Regions from separate parts of the Mus musculus genome. Here regions 1, 2, 3 and 4 are each linked to region 5. The links are chromatin contacts, called in public HiChIP or PLAC-seq, Micro-C and promoter capture Hi-C maps. All regions are on one chromosome and are shown on one strand. Each heading gives the region's core, a stretch centred on a gene start, on an enhancer-like site or on the middle of the called end of the contact. The rest is flanking DNA. Distances are from core to core; before and after follow the strand shown. Region 1 has its middle 36 kb from the start of 1810063I02Rik. Region 2 has its middle 13 kb from the start of 1810063I02Rik. Region 3 holds the start of Med9 (mediator complex subunit 9). Region 4 holds the start of Pld6 (phospholipase D family, member 6). Region 5 holds the start of Srebf1 (sterol regulatory element binding transcription factor 1).

What was found. Promoter capture Hi-C pulls out the DNA fragments that hold promoters and counts their contacts. A called contact is a pair of places that touch in the nucleus more often than the background predicts. HiChIP or PLAC-seq counts read pairs in DNA pulled down with a chosen protein or histone mark. Capture Hi-C pulls out chosen DNA fragments and counts their contacts.
Region 1: a contact with region 5 is called in a promoter capture Hi-C map of the HPC-7 cell line, with 2.9 times the contacts expected there. The contact joins the enhancer-like site here to the promoter of Srebf1 in region 5. A contact is called at or near these places in 7 of 39 promoter capture datasets (the C10 cell line, the HPC-7 cell line, cranial neural crest and 3 more), 1 of 484 Hi-C or Micro-C datasets (embryonic stem cells), 13 of 115 datasets of contacts at active chromatin or transcription factors (the 230-238 cell line, acute myeloid leukemia, craniofacial prominence and 7 more) and 1 of 9 other capture datasets (embryonic stem cells).
Region 2: an H3K4me3 HiChIP or PLAC-seq map of embryonic stem cells shows a contact between it and region 5, with 3 times the contacts expected there. The contact joins the enhancer-like site here to the promoter of Srebf1 in region 5. A contact is called at or near these places in 1 of 39 promoter capture datasets (cranial neural crest), 1 of 484 Hi-C or Micro-C datasets (embryonic stem cells), 7 of 115 datasets of contacts at active chromatin or transcription factors (bone marrow-derived macrophages, embryonic forebrain, embryonic stem cells and 3 more) and 1 of 9 other capture datasets (embryonic stem cells).
Region 3: a promoter capture Hi-C map of adipose tissue shows a contact between it and region 5. The contact joins the promoter of Med9 here to the promoter of Srebf1 in region 5. A contact is called at or near these places in 2 of 39 promoter capture datasets (the C10 cell line and stem cell-derived epiblast-like cells), 3 of 115 datasets of contacts at active chromatin or transcription factors (the SCID.adh cell line, memory CD8 T cells and stem cell-derived neural progenitor cells) and 3 of 9 other capture datasets (adipose tissue, embryonic stem cells and pancreatic islet).
Region 4: a contact with region 5 is called in a Micro-C map of embryonic stem cells, with 2.7 times the contacts expected there. The contact joins the promoter of Pld6 here to the promoter of Srebf1 in region 5. A contact is called at or near these places in 1 of 484 Hi-C or Micro-C datasets (embryonic stem cells) and 1 of 115 datasets of contacts at active chromatin or transcription factors (epiblast stem cells).

Annotation. Positions count from the first base shown.
Region 1 is chr11:59,884,418-59,887,117 of GRCm38.p6, forward strand. No RefSeq gene overlaps it. Among named protein-coding and RNA genes, the nearest start is that of 1810063I02Rik, 36 kb to the right of the region's middle. Within about 2 kb of position 1,419, at least 107 of the 459 cell types and tissues checked have an H3K27ac peak or open chromatin away from gene starts, as enhancers often do. A contact at or near this core is called in the HPC-7 cell line and acute myeloid leukemia, where this site is marked.
Region 2 is chr11:59,907,311-59,910,010 of GRCm38.p6, forward strand. No RefSeq gene overlaps it. Among named protein-coding and RNA genes, the nearest start is that of 1810063I02Rik, 13 kb to the right of the region's middle. Within about 2 kb of position 1,336, at least 23 of the 459 cell types and tissues checked have an H3K27ac peak or open chromatin away from gene starts, as enhancers often do. A contact at or near this core is called in embryonic stem cells, where this site is marked.
Region 3 is chr11:59,946,781-59,949,480 of GRCm38.p6, forward strand. It overlaps Med9 (mediator complex subunit 9), which reads left to right and starts at 1,434. Exons shown (of 2, transcript NM_138675.3): 1 at 1,434-1,698. The coding sequence starts at 1,487. It overlaps Med9os (mediator complex subunit 9, opposite strand), which reads right to left and starts at 1,367. Exons shown (of 2, transcript NR_045273.1): 1 at 1,044-1,367; 2 at 112-316.
Region 4 is chr11:59,786,290-59,788,989 of GRCm38.p6, forward strand. Pld6 (phospholipase D family, member 6) reads right to left here and starts at 1,368. Exons shown (of 2, transcript NM_001290283.1): 1 at 929-1,368. The coding sequence starts at 1,346.
Region 5 is chr11:60,219,237-60,221,936 of GRCm38.p6, forward strand. Srebf1 (sterol regulatory element binding transcription factor 1) reads right to left here and starts at 1,391. Exons shown (of 19, transcript NM_011480.4): 1 at 1,217-1,391. The coding sequence starts at 1,307.

The sequences.
Region 1 (2,700 bases), core at 169-2,668, 330 kb before region 5:
AGGAGGGCTGTGACCTCAGTTCCTATCAGCTTCTTTCTTGACACTGTCTGATGTTAGGTTCCCCCAGCTTTGGCTTCCAGCCCATCTGCTGTCAATGGTTACTGGAGCTTGGGTCAACTTCATGCTGAGCAACTGCCCAGCCTGTTCCCAGGGTGTCAGCTGAGGTAGATACCCCTGTGTACGCAAAGCCTTTCATTACTGCCAAGTCCTCATCTCTGCCTCCTGCCTAGCCCAGCTCCTCTGACCTCACTAGCTACTCACCACCACTTTGGTTGGAGCCTGTATCCCACCACAAAGCCTCTACACTACACTTCCCTCCTCCAGAGGCTGAGGTGGGTGAAGACTGCTCTTCAACAGTGTTCGGACACCAGGTCTTTCTTAAATGGCATCCTTTGCCTAAACTTGGACCTCTCCACCTCCAGCTTCTGGGCCACCACCTGCAACTCTCCTTCATTTGGGGGGAAAGGCTATGTCCCTAACCCCTAAGATCCCAAAGGAACAGAGATGGAGAGGAAGAAGAGAGATGGACAGATATTTAAATAGGACACAAGAAAAAGGGGAATTTGCAGGGCAGGGCAGGTGATAAGAAGGGCCATGAGGGAAGGGCACAGTTCAGAAAGCTGAAGACCATGGAGGGACTAAGAACTAAGACAAGGCCCGCGCAGCCTTGTGCAGAAGGGTAGGCCCGTGGGAAAGGGTAGAGGAGCACGGTGATGGCACCCAACCTCCTGTGACAGTGACACCCCCACCGTCCCAAGAATATAAACATCCTGAAGGCATCATCCTGCATGGCCTCCCGCAACCACACAGAGATATCCATGTGATAGCACAGGCAGTGTTTAAACAGCTGTAGCCATCGGCAGCTGGTCTCACATGGAGGCGCCCCAGAGCCATATGAAAACAGGAGCCTGCAGCCATGATTAGCCCTGGATTCTTGAGAAAAGCTTCTTGTGGAGGAAGGAGAGCACTTAAAGGAGCGAGAGCACAGGGCTTGGGGGCGCTCCTGGGCCATATGGCACCGGAAGCTCCGTGGGAGGGTGTTCCGGAAGCATGGAGGGCTTCTGGGAAAGGCAGACAAGTTCAGAGGCCGCGTAGTCTTTTCTGGGGCTTCTGACCATCTGTTGCCCTGTTGCCCTTGCAGGTTTCCTCTCTCTGGGGCCCCAGGAAGTAGCTGGTGGCTCTGCCTGGCCATTAATTCACCCATTTTGTTCTTCCCCAGGCTCTGAGCCCTGTGCTGAATATTCAGACTGGCTGCCTGATTTACCCCTGCCTGCGTTTGAGTGGTTCTATTTATAAAGCCCCAAGGATAGCTGACGAAAACGGTGAAGAAGAAACAAAATTTTCAGAGTTTAAAGGCACTATGCCAGCTGTTTGTTTGGAAAATAGGATGACGTCTATTCTCAGTTCCTGGCCTTCCCCTGGGACTGGGGAAGTCAGATTAGGCTGAGGCGTAGCTACCCGCAGAGCTGGACCACACATCACGCCCTTCTGTACCCACGACTTCAGAAACATTGTTTCTCCTTTGCTGACCTTGGATAGTGAAGGATGTTCTCCCTGCAGAGCACTCCAAATCCTTCCTGGGTTCTCCTATTGCATCCTTCTCCATCCCCTTTGGCTAAGGTGCCATGTCTTAGTGTTCTAGTGCTGTGAAGTGACGTCATGACCACTGTAACTCTTATAAAGGAACACATTTCACTGGAGCTGTCTTAGTTTCAGAAGTTGAGTACATTGTCCTCATGGCAGGCAGACATGGTGCTGGAGACATAGCTGAGAGTTCTACAACCAGATTACAGGCAGCAGAAAGAGTCAGGGCCGCTGGGTCTGGCTTGAGCATTTGGAACCTTAAAACCATACTTTTTCTAACGAAGCCACACCTCCTAATCCTTCTCCAGTGGTGCCACTCCCTGATGACTAAGCATTTAAATATATGAACCTATGGGGGCCACTCTTATTCACACACACCCAAAAAAAACCTCCACTTTTTCCTTGGAGGAGAGCCCTGCTAGGCCTTTTGCTGTGGGTTGGGAAAGTCTTGGGAATGGGGACCTGACGCTCAGGTGCCCTGCGATGCTGTGTAAAGCCTATGCTCAGATCTGGGAAGGAGGTATTGACCTCCTGGTCATTTTCTATGTGGCGCATCTTCCCTGGCTGATCCTTGACTTACTGTAAGGTGTGATGTGTTATACTTACTTCACCAAATGGAATGACTTTGAAGTCTCCTGTTTTGGTGTCTTCCCAGGCTGGTGCTAAGTGCTCCCTCCCACCCTCTCTTGAGATGCTGGCAGAGAGTGGTCCCACAGCTTCCAGGCAGCAGGTAACCAGGGCGATCAACCAGTTGTAGTGTGTGGCTGGACATGCATACAGGCTGATTGTGATGGTTTGAATAGAAATGGTCCCCACAGCCTCCTCTGCTTCACAGTTGGTGGAACTTTGTGGGGGAATTAGGAGGTATGGCCTTGTTGGAGGATTCCCAGTGTTCTCATTCTCTCTCTCTCTCTCTCTCTCTCTCTCTCTCTCTCTCTCTCCTACTTGTGGATCAGTCAGGATGTGATCTTTCTGCAGTCATGAATGCTAACCTTCAGAGGCCATAAACTAAAGTAAACACTTTCTTTTATGCCTTGATCATGGTGTTTTATCACAGCAATAGAAAAGTAACTTTAAGACAGAAGTTGGTACCAGGGAATGGGCTATTGTTGTGTC
Region 2 (2,700 bases), core at 86-2,585, 310 kb before region 5:
TGAAGTCCTTCTGCTGAGCAAAATAAGACATACAGAGTGATGCCACCCCAGTCTGCTGCTAAAAGGAGGAGCCAAATTCAGGAACAAGTGTAGGTAGTCAAGTCTGGTGGGTAGTGTCCAGGGTCTTCATTTGGAAAGCTTGGTAAGTTCTATAAATGGTGGAGATAACTTGTGAAATGCATGAATGTACTTGATGTTAGAGACATGTGCTCATCAAAAGAATTAAGATTTTACCACTACAGAGATCTTACCACTACCAAAAAGAAATTCGGTAAAACAAAACAAAACAAAACAAAACAACAACAACCCTAGGTGCGTGGTGAAAAGCATAGCAGAATCGTCGGGCAGGAGTTTCCCTGGGCTGAGGGTGGAGCCACTATGGTGGCTTCATTGGAAGTCCTATACGCCTCTCGGGAGTTGTGAGCCTGTGGGATTCTGATCACAGTGAGGATGCTGAGGCTTCTTCAGGAAGGCAGCTTTGAACTAAACTCAGATGAACTCCTGTTTGAAAGAACTGAATGGAGGTAAAGAAAAAACGAGGCTTTCGAGACAGGGTTTCTCTGTATAGCCCTCGCTGTCCTGGAACTCACTCTGTAGACCAGGCTGGCCTCACACTCAGAAATCCGCCTGCCTCTGCCTCCCAAGTGCTGGGATCAAAGGTGTGAACCACACTGCCTAGAGAAACAGCGCTTTCAATATAATTTTTGTTTCTTTGTCTTCCACATACGGTAACTTATAATTTTATCAGTTATTTTTAAACCTTAAGGTGAGATTTTTAAGGGTGGCCTGGATATGGAGGAAGGGGGGGGGATGCTTGGGGGATGCAGTGAGATTCCTTGTAGGCTCTGACAGAGACTAAACTTCATGGCTTCCTCTGTTTCTCCTTCAAGGTTGGTGGGAAGGCTTGCTAAGAAGGAGGGGCTTGCAGGGGAGATGTGGAGAATTCAAGGATGTTGCTGGCCCTGCATGGCTATTTTCTGTTTTTCTTGTTCTTACTTCCCAGGGGCTCTTCAGGCAGTGCTTCTCAGGGGTCCTGGGAACCAGCCTCAGCCTGCTCTCTCCTGAAGGCCAGGACTTCTCCAGCCAGCAGTGCTGGGTGAAGGACATCTTTGCATTGGTTGCATTCAGTCTCCTGCAGAAGTAATCAGGTTCCCTTTACATCTGGCAGGACAAGAAACATCTGTTCTCTCCCCCTGGGATCCACAGCTTCTTGGTGGCTTCTGTCTACAGACAAAGCAAACAGGAGTTGAGGGGAGGGGCTGAGGAGGCTGGTGTTGAGAGAGCCTGGTTCCCACCCAGCAGGAGGTCTGTTTGCATTGGCTTCACTCAACCCTAAAAGCACATACAGGTATTTTGGCCCAGATCCTAATGAGCTCTGAGGACTTCTGACCAGCACAGGTTGCCCTTCTGACACAGAAAACACAATTTGACTTGTGCAAGTAGCCTGTGAAATGCCATGTCACACAGAGCTCTCGCACATCTCCTGCCCCACCTGCTCCACCCTTCCTCCCGAGGCAGAGTGATCGGGCAGCCATGGAAGACAATGGCGAATAACTCAGAATGAACACAGCAGCTTGGTTCCAAGCCCTTGGCTGGGCAGCAAAAGGGAAGAAGAACTGGAGCCGTTGGTGGTGGTGACAGTGTGCCATCGATCTTCATTTCTCCCTTATAAAGAACCAAAGCTCCTTGGAGTGTTGGCAATGTCACTGTGGGTGAAGAGATTGCAGCAAAGCACAGTACTGTTAAGATCAATGTCCCATTGCAGCCCATGACCTTGAGACAATTCCCAAGGCTCAGAGGATAATAGGCTGCTCTCAGTGGTGATCTAATGAGGTATAGCCATAGGCAACAGCTTCTGGCCCATTTGCTGGAGAAGAGCAAAGATTCAGCCTCCAATAGGAATGCTCCATAGGAATGCTTGTTCTGCGGCTGTGACTGGTGTTCTAGTCTGCCTGTTCCTCTAGGTTTTATTGGTTGCTCTCCTGCAGTAGAAGATGAGGGCTGTTTGGGAAAGGCACAGCTGGCAGGGTCTGCATTGCTGGTCTCCCTGAAGTTGCAGCAAAAGAAATGAAATCTATTGGAGTGTGATAGTGCTTGTAGGTAATGCCAACAATTGGGAGGCCAAGATAGGGAGGGAGGCTTGAGCCTGGATGGGATCCCATCTCAAAATAATGGAAGTGTAATCTTAAAGAGATAAGGACAGGTGGGCGTCAGTGGTGCATGTCTTTAATCCCAGCACTTGGGAGGCAGAAGCTGGAGGATCTCTAAGTTCAAGGCCAGCCTGGTCTACAGAGTTCCAGGACAGCTAAGGCTATACAGAGACACCTTGTCTTGAAAGTGAGAGGGGGAGAGAGGGGTGGGTTCATCTGCCATCAAATCTGATGACTCAAGCCACCCTCCTTTGACCTCTACTAGAGCAACTTGGCTCACATGCACTTACCACACATGTATACAATATAAAAATTAAAGATAAATAAATAAATAGATAAATAGATAAATAAATAAAGTCTGCTTTTCATTTGTTTATTGCTATTCTTTTCCAAGGACTGGTCACTTAGAGAAGACTAGTTTTGGATGATAGGTTGCCACCCAAGTTGACTTAAACAAAAGTAAACCCCAGAAAGGGTGTTTACTCTCTGGTTACTGTGACAAAATGCCTGGTAAGTGTAACTTCAAAGAAGGAAGTGCTTGTGTTGGCTC
Region 3 (2,700 bases), core at 184-2,683, 270 kb before region 5:
GGTGTCAAGGAAGCTCTGTGGCTTTGTGATCCTGGGGCTGCTATTATAGCCCTGTAAACTTTTGTTTCTTTTTCTATAAAATGGAAAACTAAGATATACCTTCCAGAGTTTCTCGGTGGATTAAATGAGGGTTTTAATGGTTTCTCGTCACTTTCATTCCACAGTAGTAGTGATAGCTACTGTTTGCTAACACTGCCGTTTTACCATGCATTCTCCCAGATGTCTCCAGAGGTGTCTTCAAGTCTTTTCTGGCACACCTGGTTCCATCTTAGACCATTCTCTTCTCCCTTCTTCCTCAGGAATCATGGCCCTTCCCCTAAGGTGGAGAGGTCCTGGGTTAGAAGGAAATCCTACAGTTTCCTGCAGTGAGAAATGTTCTTCTAATCAGACACTTAGTTCCACAGGGGCCTGTATTCCCTAACTCCACTCCCCCCACCCACCTTTCCCTTTGGGTGATTAGCCCATTGAGTCATATTGAGAAGTTGTGTTCCCACTAATGGGATGAAATGCACCTAAGCCTGAGATGGAAGAAAGTGGCCATTTTGTTGAGTGTTTCTGCTATCTTATCTTGAGTTCTGGTGCACTCATTTTCAAGAAATAAATAAATCACCTTGTTTCACTTTGTTTCTGTCTTCTTTTGAGCAACACTGAGATTATTCTTTTCCTGACAGTGCCTCTGTTTAGAGAACTATCTGCAGCTCTGAAGAAAACAATTCTGAGACCTGTAGCTAAAAAACCTGAAAACACCATTGTGAAGTTCCACGTTCCTGCTTCTTTTTGTTTCTGAGATGTGGGCTCCTGGCCTCTCTTTACTGACATGGTTCCTGTCATCAAAGACAGATGTCCTCTCCCAGTTGACAGCTTCCCTAATCCCTGATTTTTGTTAGTCAGAATCAGAATTACTGCTACCCTTGTCCAGAAAATTTTTAATGGAGCCCATTTGCTTGAAATGAATAAATACAAGCCTATCGTAAAGTTCTCCTATTTGGTCCAAGATCTTAGTCTTATATACGTATGTAGTCTGGCACCTGCTAGATGCATACCAAATGCTTGAAGAACGATTAGTTTTCCCCTTGGCAGCCGTGTGGAACTAGTTTGTATGGCCTGTTTTGCTGTCGCCAGTCTGGGGCCCTCCTGGAGGCTAGCATGACACAAAGACGTGTAAGTCCTTGTCATCTGGATGCTCGCTGCCGCAGAGCCTCAGTTTCACACGGTGCTCACCAGCGTCATCCGTTCTTCCTGCCAGTCCCGGGGGTCCTCGTTGGTGTTTTGACCTCTCTCTGTCATGTGAACTAGAAAGATGACTGGAGTAGATTCCCTAATCCTGACTACTCAATTTAGCTTTCCCGACACCCGTCGCCTAGCAACGCCCGCCCGCCTACGCCCAGGGCGCAGACTCAGAGTTTTTTCCCGCCCGGCCTCCCCGGGCGCGCAGTTGTGACGCAAGCACCCAGCGCCCCTCGGCAGCTGCTGGACTCCTGGTGCTATGGCTTCCTCTGGGGTGGCGGGTGGGAGACAGGCCGAAGATACGCTACAGCCACCGCCCGAGCTGCTGCCGGAGTCCAAGCCGCCACCACCGCCTCAGCCTCTGCCGGTCGCTGCGCTCCCGCCGCCGGCGGCTCCGCGGCCTCAGTCCCCCGCTGGCGCGAAGGAGGAGAATTACTCCTTTTTGCCGTTGGTTCACAATGTCATCAAATGGTAAGGGTCTAGGAAAGGTTAAGACACCACTTTTTGCGACTCTAGTGTCCCTGGTTCCGAGCTGCCAAAGCCCGTGGGCTCTGGACCACGCCCCATTTTCCCAGAGGGCCCACGTTGTCAGGCGCCTTAAGAGTTACACTTTACTCCCGGGTGAAGCCCACGTACTGATCAAATGCATAGATAGGTTCTGCAGTGTCCCATCCCAGATCCTGCAGTGACTTGGGGATGGGTCTTAAGTCCTTACACATAGCCCGAAGGCAATTTTATACAGTTGTTTTAATTCGCCTGCGTTTTGACTGTTCGCATGAAGCCCAGAGCGGAATTTCTCACTTGTGGCATTATATGAGCCCCGAAAAGTGTTCGAATTTTGGTGGACCTCAGACGTTCAGACTCGAGATTCTCACCGTGTACACAGTTTAGTACCCATTTCAATGCGAGGCATCTTACCTGTGTGGGCTCTGTTAGGTACTAGGGTTGTACACCGTAAAGAAAGGAGCAGCCATTTACCCTTACAGGGCTTAACGGTTACAAGCAAAGAAAAACAAACAAACATTCTTAAAAGTGGAGAGATGGCGCACACCTTTAATCCCAGCACTTGGGAGGCAGAGGCAGGCGGATTTCTGAGTTCGAGGCCAGCCTGGTTTACAGAGTGAGTTCCAGGACAGCCAGGGCTATCCAGAGAAACCCTGTCTCCAAACAAACAAGTGGAGAGGGGAGAAGTGATGCTAGGAAACATTTGAAACGAAGACACAGAAGTTGCTCTGAATGATTGTGTCCCACTATTAACTTTATTCTAATAATTCTAATAGAATATACAAGGATGTATGGTCTTTTAGGCCCAAAGTCTCCAGTCTCCATGATGGCCTATGTTTTTGCTCACTCCATATACGCTTGGGTCATTTCCAAGAGGTACACTTTTTGGTGCAAGCATTCTCAAGTGTGCTTTGATAAACTTAGGTGACGCGGAACAGTTACTGCCTGGTGCCTCTTTGTGCAGTCAGG
Region 4 (2,700 bases), core at 118-2,617, 430 kb before region 5:
AGGGGACAGGGGCAGCTATCAGACTGACAGAGTGCTTCTGTGCTGCCCACGTGAGTGATACACAACAGGTCAGTGCTGCGGTGTTCTTCCTTCCCTATGAGGGATCTGGAAGCAGACCTGGTTTCCAAGGCTACACCATCCCCAGGATGTGGGAAGACAGGCCGTGTGGAGGAAATAAAAAGCCTCGAGAGCCCTACAAAGCCTGGACATCTCCCAAGGGCTCCCCTAGCCTGTCAGCCACTGTGGGCACAACGATTAGGCTAGGCAGGTGTGTGGGAGGGACATGGGGGCACTGACTCCTGCGTAATGAAGGGATCTAGCAGTCAAAGTTTGTGTTCCTCCAGTGCCAACCACTTGAAGGAAAACAAACAAGGGCCACAGGCCTAAGGGAGGATATTGTCACACCTGCTGCTGAGCTGTAGGCGGGCCAGACATACCTATGGGCCCAGAGGTGATCGCTGAGAAGCAAGTATTCGCCACACTGTAGGGTCCACTTTCCAATGATCACAGAGTCTAGTGGGAAACTCACTAATCAACACTGTCACTCCTACTCCCGCTGTGGTCACACAGCCGCTAAGGGTTTCTCAGTGTTGGCTGAGTTTAAACTGACTTAAGTTTTATCCTCCATGCCTTCACTTATGTCAGCCATCTCAGCCTAGAACAATCACAGAAATTAAGTCTAAACACACACGCCTCTAAGGTCAAGGTCAGAGCGTGGAAACTGGTGGGAATTGCCACATACCTTACTCATGGGGAGCCCAGACACGGAATATAACAGACTATGAACCTTGGCTCCTTGGCCCGCTCATCTCTGCCTGCCTGCCTCCACCTTTCTCCCTGAAATGCTACCTGCTCTGGACAAAGTCGGTAGGGGCATCAAGTAAGTCCTCTACCCCTCTGCCGGTGTGCACCCTCGGCGGCGGTTTACCTGCCTTGCGCAGCAGGCCGATCTGAGAGCCGTTGAGGGCCATGTAGTCGCAGTCAGTGATGACCCGCACGCGCACCCCACGCTGATGCAGCAGCTGCACTGCACGCCCCAGCTGCGGGCTGGAGAAGGCGAAGAGGCAGAGCTCCAAGCTGGAGCGGGCGGCCAACAGCGCGCGCAGCAGGCGGCTCAGTGAACTCTCGCTGTGGGGGAGGCTACACGGGCAGCCCGAGGGCCCGGGAGGCAACCCTGGGGCCTGCAGTAAAGCCTCGGTGCAGGTCACCTGTGAGGGGAAGAAGAGCACCTCGCGCCTTGGCCGCCGCCCAGCCAGCAGCCAACGCATCAGCCACGGCAGTGCCTCTAGGGCCAGCGCGAGACCCGCACCAGCCGCGAACACCAACCGCCAACTCGAGCGCCCCATGGCCGCCACCTCTAAGGTCAGCCGTAGCACCAAGCGCTTGCGCGCCCAACACGTGCCAGCCCGCCCCCAACTCCGGGTGTGCCACGCCCCCTTGCGGGGCCCGCCCCCAGCCAGGAGCTAAACTAGCGGTTGCACAGCTTTCCCAAGCTAGCAAAGAGCCCTTGGGGAAGCGCGCTCATTGGTGGACCAGGCTGGCCTTGAACTCAGAGATCTGCCTGCTTCTGCAGAGTGCTGGGATTGAAGGCGAGTACCTTCATTTGACTTCTTTTCCTATGTGTTTCCCATGAATTTCCTTCCCTTACCTGACTGCTCTAGAGTTTCTGCATCGCATTGAAAAGAAATGGGGATAGTGGGATGCCGTCTCCTGATTTTAATGGGATTTGCTTTGGGATTTTCTTCAATTACCATGTTGTTTGTGGATTTGTACGGTCTACAGGAAGGAGTTATGAACGGTACTATAAATATAGCCAATGGATAGGCCAGAGGCCTGCGGGAGAAGAACTTATTTGCTGCCAGTTTCCTAGGCCAAAATCATTTCTGTTTTCTAAAAACTTATATCCACAGATAAGTGCAGCTCTCACCCCTCATCAAAGAACTTCCTTTTCAACAGATGAAGACAATCAGAGTTCCACAACTGATCAGAATGCTGAGAATTCGCAACTGTGGGGATAGATTCCCCGCTTACGAGGTTTGGCAGCAGGTACTTTTGCTCATCCCCAACTGATACACCTGCATTGTAACCCAGACACCTAAGGCTAAGTATAATGGAAGAAGTGATGGAAAGACTATATGAACCAGAGGCTCAGGACACCCAGTGTTAGATAGTGTGCCCTAGACAGGGGAAACACACTCATGAACTTAGGTCCACAGTGGTCCACACTCAGCACCATGTCTTTTGTCCCTAATGATGCAGCAAGTTTTGCTCACTGTGAGATGAATTCAGAGCTGCCTCGGGTTGCGTTCCTACAGCTGAAACAGCAGACAATCAGAAGCTTTGACTGAACATAGGACAGTGACTGAACATAGGAGAATGTCACATGCTGGAAGACAGGAAGACCTCTGACCCAAAACTTAGAAGATACAGACAGACATCACTTTCTTCATCCCTCCAGGACCACCCAGGCCAGCATGGCTTCCTATGCTGAGCTCGATGGGGCACACACACACACCCCTTCCTGTTTTAAGGAGACCCTCTCATACCCATGCTCCCGATACTTTCCTCATCTGCAGAGACTGACCTATTTCCTGACGTTGGGCACCATTAGACAAACCGGTCTTATTCTGTAGCATAGCCTGGTTTAGATGGTCTCAGACTTACAGCAATCTTCTAGCCTTAGCCCTCAAGAACTGGCAT
Region 5 (2,700 bases), core at 141-2,640:
CCTCTCACTGTTCCTAACCATGCCTGGATCTCAGGTCAGCCAAGATATCTCTAAACTTTCATTCCTCTTAAGTGTCTAGCAGTTTTTGTTCTCCGCCCCCCCCCCCCCAGACAGGGTTTCTCTGTGTAGCCCTGGCTGGCCTCGAACTCAGAGGTCCACCTGCCTCTACCTCCTAAGTGCTAGGATTAAAGGCATGTGCCACCACTGCCCGGCAGGTGACTAGCAGTAACTCCAAGCTTTGATGGCACATTTAGGTCTCTGATGAGGACGTAGGCACAGCAGTCCAAGGCTGTGTTGGATATAAAAAACAGCTTAGGTGTCTATCAACAGAGCATCAGGGGGCACAATCTACTGTAATCCCACAGGCCCCATTGTAGTTGTAGACACACAGTCATGATTATCTGGGGTGGAGGAGGATGTGGAGCAGCCTTAAACGAGCAAGAGAAATATAATGTTTTGAAACTGCTAACAGCCACCAGAGATCGTTGAACAGTCCACCTAACATGGATACATATCTTATAGTAACAATGACTTGCTGGGGTTTTTTTCTTCTCCAGATCCGCCGCCACTCCTTCCCTCCGCCCAATTGGTAGTTGTTGTTGACATGGGAGATGAATCATACTGAGCGAGTTCAAGTGATGTTTTAAAGGATCTAAGTGGCCTGGGGTGTGGCTCAGCGCAGAAAGCCTGTTAATATGTTCTAGAATCCGAGTTACTGCCCCAGAATCACAAAATTTGAAAAATATTCTAGAGAGCACCTTCTCTCTTCTATCAGATTTCCAATTCCTCAAACTCAGGTCCCGCCTAAAGGGCCTTTGCCTCCCCCTCCGCCTAAAAAGTATCTTTCCTTTCCGGTGAGGGGGCTGCTCCTTAGCTCTAGTGCACTCAAAGAGACCTCCCTGACCTCAATCCAAAGTAGCCAGATGCTTGCAAGCCAAGGTAAATGCAAATATCGGTTCGTGGACTTTCTTGGGAATTTTGGTGAACTCAAGAAATGAGAAACCCCGGGTCGGCCTGTGAACTGTACACAGGACCAGGCTTGAAGTTGAGTGGATACTCAGCGTGTCCAGAAACCTAGCCCACTGCGGTCCGGAAAGCTCAACCCTAGATCTCAGGCGCCAGATCGCGCAGTGCGCACGCGCCAAAGTTCCCGGCCAAGCGCCCTCGCCGGACGTGCGACCCTGCACAGGCCGCGCCGGAGCCCCGGGACACGCACCTTCGATGTCGTTCAAAACCGCTGTGTCCAGTTCGCACATCTCGGCCAGTGTCTGTTCCAGAGCCGCCTCACCGAAGGCCAGCTCGTCCATGGCGCCGGCGCCCACCCGGCTTCGGACTAGGCCCACGTTAAGGAAAAGTTCCCCGGAAACTGGGTTCCGCGGGCGGAGCCACCTGAGCGGAGGGGCGGGGTTTCCCATCAAGCCCCGCCCACCAGCCTGCATCCTGACAGCTCGCCTAGCGGGTTGAGACTGCCTGCCCGAGCCTGGTTTCTAGCAATCTCCTGCGGGTGCACAGGCACTGGGCCTTGGCTTCTTCTGTATCAGGCCAAGGGAGGGACCGAATGGAAGCCACAGGACTAGACCCAGCCCAGACATCGTTAGATTAAAGGGCCAGGGATGGGGGGCCCAGCATGAGGGTGGGAGCAGAGAACAGAAAACTCACTTCCTAGTCTTGCTGTTTAGAACCAGACAGTCCTGGGTCCAAAATACAGCAGATACAGGCCTGCAGTGGGGCCCCTCCACTATGTGCCTCTGTTTTCCTCATCTGTAGCCAGGGTCCAATTATCTATGAGCCAGCTGAGAGGTTAGAGAAGCATGGCCCATAAGACCTGTCCACCCTCTCAGCTTAGAAGTCTAGAAGTGGGCCTCCAGAGGAGAAGAGTTCTCAGGCAGAACCTGCAGGAGGAGGGGGTGGCTGGAACTTCTGATCTTGTCTTAATCCTATCAGTCCTACCATTGGAGCAGAGAGGACCTGAAGGGCCAGTGGGCTCGTACTACTCCTATAGAATGACTTGTGTCTCCAAAAGGATCTAGAAAAAGTGTGAATCTCAAAGTCAAGAAGGGATTCTGTGAGCCAGGCATGGTGGCACACTCTGTTAATCCCAGCACTTGGGTGGCAGAAGCAGGTAGGTTTCTGAGTTCGAAGCCAGCATGATCTACAGAGTGAGTTTCAGGACAGCCTGGGCAATACAAAGAAACCTTGTCTCAAGATACCAAAAAGAAAGAAGAGAAGAGAAGAGAAGAGAGAAGAAAAAAGAAAAAAAAGAAAGAATTCTGTAACAGAGGTCCTGAGGACCTGAGCCCAGCTACTGGGTCATATGTGACCTGGGGCCAGGCCAGGTGCCTGAATAAAGACTGAAAAGTGAACCCTGGGCCCTGTGACTTAGGAACAGGTAAAGCAAGGGAGGGAGGAGAGGTTCTTCGGCGTGGATTGAATAGACCATTCTGGCCCACAGGTGATGCAAGTTGGGAGGCAACGGCAGAACCTACGAGTCAACCAGGGAGGGTCAGGGCCCCAGGCCGCCCAGAAGCTGCCTTGCTCAGACTGCAGATACCTCGGCTGCTTTCACCTCCCAACCAATAGAGTTAGTTGGGGCAAGGAGGGAGGGTGTGCCTGGGCTTCACCAGGACACATTTTTGTTCCTTTCTCAGAGGAGCTGCTAGAAAATTACACAGGAGTTGGCAGGGCTATAAAACGCACATG